2 separate regions of the Capra hircus genome follow, and region 2 is linked to region 1. The links are chromatin contacts, called in public Hi-C maps. All regions are on one chromosome and are shown on one strand. Each heading gives the region's core, a stretch centred on a gene start, on an enhancer-like site or on the middle of the called end of the contact. The rest is flanking DNA. Distances are from core to core; before and after follow the strand shown.

What was found. Hi-C and Micro-C count contacts between places; a contact is called where the count stands out from the background.
Region 2: a contact with region 1 is called in a Hi-C map of blood, with 4 times the contacts expected there. The contact joins the enhancer-like site here to the promoter of LACTBL1 in region 1. A contact is called at or near these places in 2 of 5 Hi-C or Micro-C datasets (both in blood).

What each region holds. Positions count from the first base shown.
Region 1 is chr2:6,097,900-6,100,599 of ARS1.2, forward strand. LACTBL1 (putative beta-lactamase-like 1) reads right to left here and starts at 1,275. Exons shown (of 7, transcript XM_018067081.1): 1 at 1,271-1,275.
Region 2 is chr2:6,291,147-6,293,846 of ARS1.2, forward strand. No RefSeq gene overlaps it. Among named protein-coding and RNA genes, the nearest start is that of LUZP1, 6.0 kb to the left of the region's middle. Within about 2 kb of position 1,440, at least 1 of the 5 cell types and tissues checked has an H3K27ac peak or open chromatin away from gene starts, as enhancers often do.

The DNA.
Region 1 (2,700 bases), core at 25-2,524:
TCTCCCAAATCCCAGCCATAACACAGTTTACTCAGCTTCTTCTCCAGGTGGTCTGCAGCCCAGAGACTCTCAGTTCTCTTCTCCTCGTTGGCTACTCTGGGGCAGACCTCCTGGCCCAGTTAGTTATTCAATCAGAATATAATCCCCAGGGGCTGGCTGTGTGTGGGGCCCAGCACTACTCCCTTTGGCTCACATCTGTCCCTTGTGGAGCCAGCAGGGTGGTTGGAGGTCAGACACAAGGGCTCTGGGCCCTGGGACTTGATTCTGGCTCTGCCCTTTTTAGCTGTGGACAAGCTGTGGACAAACGACTTCCCCTCTGCAAGTCTCAGTTTCCTTGTCTGCATAATGGGCACAGCCATCATTCCTACACCTCATAGACTTTAGGGGAGGGTAACTGAGAAAACTACTGGTTTTTCCAGTGGTCATGTATGGATGTGAGAGCTGGACTATAAAGAAAGCTGAATGCCGAAGAATTGATGCTTTTGAACTGTGCTGTTGGAGAAGACTCTTGAGAGTCCCTTGAGCTGCAAGGAGATCCAACCAGTCCATCCTAAAAGAAATCAGTCCTGAATATTCAATGGAGGGATTGATGCTGAATCTGAAACTCCAATACTTTGGCCACCTGATGCAAAGAACTGACTCATTTGAAAAGACCCTGATGCTGGGAAAGATTGGAGGCAGGAGGAGAAGGGAATGATGACAGAGGATGAGATGGTTGGATGGCATCACTGACTCAATGGACATGAGTTTGAGTAAACTCCAGGAGTTGGTGATGGACTGGGAAGCCTGGGCTTGCTGCAGACCATGGGATGGCAAAGAGTTGGACACGACTGAGCGACTGAACTGAACTGAACTGAGAAAATGTAGGCAAAGCCCCTCAAAACTAGCTACTCACAAACTGGTAGCTGACGCTGTTATAATAATTCCTCTGGGAAAGAGATGTAAACAGATCATGCCACAGGGCTCTTGGGGGCTCTGGGATGCCGCTGCTCAGCCTCAGGGTGGGAGCAGGGGGAAAGTTTCATTGAACAGGTGGTTGGGACTGAGTTGGGGGACACTCCAGTCAGGGTCTCTGAGACAGAAAAAGAGGAGGCTCCATTTCTGGTTTGTTTTGAGAATTTGATAAGTTAATACCCAGAAAACACATGAAATGTTTGCCGGCCTGTGGTGCAAACTCTAGAAATGTGAGTGATGACAAGGAAGGTGATGTGGGGGTGATTTATGAGTTAGGTCAATATGTGAAGCAAGGCTTCATGGGGCTATGCCTCACCTGGGTCTTCACTCTCTCCATGCCGTGAAAGATTCCAGCCCTTGAGGAGTCAGATCTATAGTCCAGGAGACGCTGTGAGTGGGGAAATTGAGTCAGTGGAGAGAAGAGAGTTCCTGGAGGCTGGAAAAGAGAAGAGGGAGCTGGAGGAATGCCAGAAGACGAGGAGGGAAGACGAACACCCAGGAGCCCTCGCGGTTTCCAGACATGAATATGTCTCCCACGTTTTCTCCCCCGCCCACCAACACTACGAGGCTCACCAGGGCAAGGATCCCCATTTCACGAAGCTCCGCCTCAAAGGCAAGGGGAAGGAAACTCAGGGAAAACCCTGGTTGCCCAGGCCTGTCCTGTCTGTCCTGATTTCAGCACGAAAGCCCCAAACCCCTTCCGTCCGGGGGAACCGGGACAGTTGGTCACTCTCCCTGCCACTGTCTCTACCTCCAGCTCCTCCTCCCGCTTCAAGCCTCAGAAACAAGCCTTGTCAGAGCCCTGGGGGCCTGCCCCCGACTCACCCTCTCCTGGCAGGCTCAGGAGGACGGGGCAGCTCCGACCTGCGCCTCCCGGAGCCCCTGTGTTCCCGGGTACAAGGGTGGCCTTGCACAAGCTCCCTGCCGGCTCCCCAAAGGCTGCCAGATGTGGCTCCGATTTCCCAGCACTAATCCCTTCGTGTGTCACACGCCAGGGGATTAGTTTCTGGGGTCCCCGAGCAGCGGGGAGGGTGCACATCTGTCAGGGAGATGGCATGGCACCACGTGACCCAAAACGCTCCAGGCCCAGGAATGCTGTCTCCAAGAGGAGTGTCTGCCCAGCCCCGTGTGGGGACGAAAGGTGATGGGAACTGCCGGGAAACAGCCTCGACTCAACCCTGGGGCCTCCCAGAACTGCCACCACCCACACCAGCTCCTCCAGCGACCTCTGAGGAAACCTCGGCCCCAAGAAACACAGTTCAAAGGCCACCGGGATCAGCCTCGTTGTTACATATTCATTTGTGTGTGTGTGTACTCACTCGCTCAGCTGTGTGTGACTCTTGGCCACCCCGTGGACCATAGCACCGGGCTCCTCTGTCCATGGGATTTTCCAGGTAAGGATACTGGAGTGGGTTGTCATTTCCTTCTTCAGGAGATATTCTCAACCCAGGGGTCGAATCTCACCTCCTGCAACGGCAGGCGGATTCTTTACTGCTGAGTTACCTGGGAAGTCCACACATATTCACAGAACTCCGTTCAAATCCCAGTTCTGTAACTACCTTGGGGCCCTCTTTGTTTTTCCATCTATGAAATGGGTGTGATGTCTATGTTATTGTGAGGATTACTCTGCAATATGTGTGTGCAAAGCAGATAGCCCAGGACCTGGCCCCTAGGAAGGGTTCCGTCAAAGTTACTTTCTTTTTATAACTTGGCTTTTATGCCACACTTCCTACTCAGCACCTGTGG
Region 2 (2,700 bases), core at 190-2,689, 190 kb after region 1:
TGTGCAGCACAGGCTGGTCTGTTTTTGGAGCCACCTCTGCCCGGTGAGGTTCTGCAGAGCCAGAATGACCACTGTGTGCTCAGTTGCTCAGTTGCATCTGACTCTTTGTGACCCCATGGACTGTAGCCCACCCCCATGGGGTCGGACAGGTGACCCCATGGACTGTGGCCCACCAGGCTCCTCTGTCCATGGGATTCTCCAGGCAAGAATACTGGAGTGGGTTACCATGCCCTCCTCCAGGGGGTCTTCCCAACCCAGGGATCGAACTCACGTCTTCTGCATTGCAGGTGGATTCTTTACCACTGGGTCACCTGGAAAGCCCAGAATGACTACTATGCTACAGCAAAAGACTGTCTTTGAGGGGAAACGAGAACGGAAAGCTCCCCCTTGGGCTTCCACGTGTTGGGCGCTTCACATATTACCTTGCCTAACCACCACAACAGCTTCAAAGGGTAAGCCGTGTTGGCAATCACATTTTATGGATGAGTAAACTGAAGGACTTCCCTGGGGGCTCAGACAGTAAAGCGTCTGCCTACAAAGCAGGAGATCCGGGTTTACTCCTTGGGTCGGGAAGATCTCCTGGAGAAGGAAATGGCACCCCACTCCAGTACTCTTGCCTGGAAAATCCCATGGACGGAGGAGCCTGGTAGACTACAGTCCATGGGGTCTCGAAGAGTCAGACACGACTGAGCGACTTCACTTTCACTTTTCACTTTCTTTTCAAACTGAGGATCAGAGAAGCAGAGTGATCTGTCCAGGGTCACACAGCTGAGAAGTGGCAAGGCTGGGACATAAGACAGATGTGTCTGACACTAGCATGTATTTCTAACCTCGAGGCAACACGGCCCCTCCCCTCCACCCTGGGCCAGGATCCCCTCTCTCTCATGAACCTAAGCTGTTTATTTCTCTCAAGGATCTTCTAGGAAACATATGCTGTAGGAACCAACTTATTCCTCCTGTCGGGGCAGTCCCTTCCCCTGTGAGAACCATCTCTTGGGTAAGACACACAGTGTCAGTGGAGTGACTCAAGCTGGTCATCAGTTCTGAGTGGGTGGAAAGCCAGCCACCGACATCATCACCATGTCTGGTCTCATCTTCTCAACCTCCTGGTTGGGCTCCTTTTCAGTCTCAAGGCGCCCCCAGCTCCCTTCCTCCTTTCACAGCTCAGGTGACTGTTTTCAACACTTAGCTAAGCAAGTCATTCCCCTGATAAATAACCTCCAGTAGCTCCCTGTTGCTCCCAGGATAAAGTTTGAAGTCAGTTATTTGCTGTGGTCCTCAAGGTCCAGCCTACCTCTCCAACCCTCTCTTTGCTCTCAGGCATCCTTGGCCCCCATGGACCCAAATATTCATGGTTTCCAGCCCTGGGGCCTTTGCGCCTGCGGTTCTGTGTGACGCGCGGTGAACGAGCTGCCAGCCTGAGCTGGGCATCTGTCAGGTTCTGGCAGTCTCACCTTCTGCCTGCCCTCTGACCGAGACATCTTTGCCAGGAGGAATTGCTAACCACCGACCTGGAAAAGGGACCAGTCGGGAAGACAGCACCGGCAACTCAGGCGCTGTGTAGAGCCCTGGGAAGCGAGGACATCATCTTGCATCCATGCTCCGTGCCTGAGGCTAGTTGTCTGGGAGGTGACATGATAAAGTGGCGAAGGGAAGCGCGATTTCCTTCCAAGTTCTCCATGATGCCTGTGCCCAAGCTTTTAACAACTCCCTTATGTGGTCTCCTTGGAGGAGGCAGAATTCACCCCTGTGTATGTCTTTAATGTACACAGCCGCCTGACGCTGTCCCAGAGCACGCAGTCTTCCCACCTCATTATCCCCTCCTGCCAGAGAATTGCCCTGAGTGAGGAAGGCACCCACTCGCCTTCGATTTCTGTGCGTTTCTCTGGTGCCCTTCCGCCCCCTGGTGGTCATACCTGGAATAGAGGGATTTCTGCTCTGAGGATGGAAGGGCGTTAAACAAATTCTCCAGGGTAAAAGCATTTTCATCTCAGTCTACATTCCCCTCTAAGAACCCAGGGCTCACCTGCACCTGAAATTTGGAGAGAGGCAGACGTTGATTCCATCGCACTGTGGAATCTTGGGCCTGTCACTTCCACTCTCTGGGTTCAGGATCCTCATTTATAAAAATGGGCCTGAAGAGATTGGGCCCTACCAGCTCTGATGGTCTAGGATTATGTCTGAAGTTCGCTAAGTGACCTGTGACTCTGCCTCCTTCCTTAGCTCAGTGGGAAGAACGTAAATTCCAGGAAGTCAGGGGAGTTGCTGGCTTGTTCCCTCTCTATCACAAGCGCACCGGTCAGTGCTTCATACGTAGATGCGTTACTGGGTTTGCGGCTGCGTTCATAGAAGCACTGCATATACGACGTGGGGCCTCCCTGGTGGCTCGGTGGTAAAGAACCCACCTACCAGTGCAGGAGCCACAGGAGACGCAGGTTTGATGCCTGGGTCGGGACGATCCCCTGGAGAAGGAAATGGTGACCCCCTCAGTTCATGGGGTCATGAAAGAGAGGGACATGAAAGAGTCAGGTAGGACTTAGCAACTAAGCAACAACGATATGCAGTGAAGGAGGTGAAGTCATTCTGCCCATGTCTGAGGTCCCATTTGGGATCAGAACTTTGAAAATGACGTGGAGAAAATGTAACTCATTCATGGGAGGACGAGCAACATAATAGCTGAAAGAGGGATCCCAAAAAAAC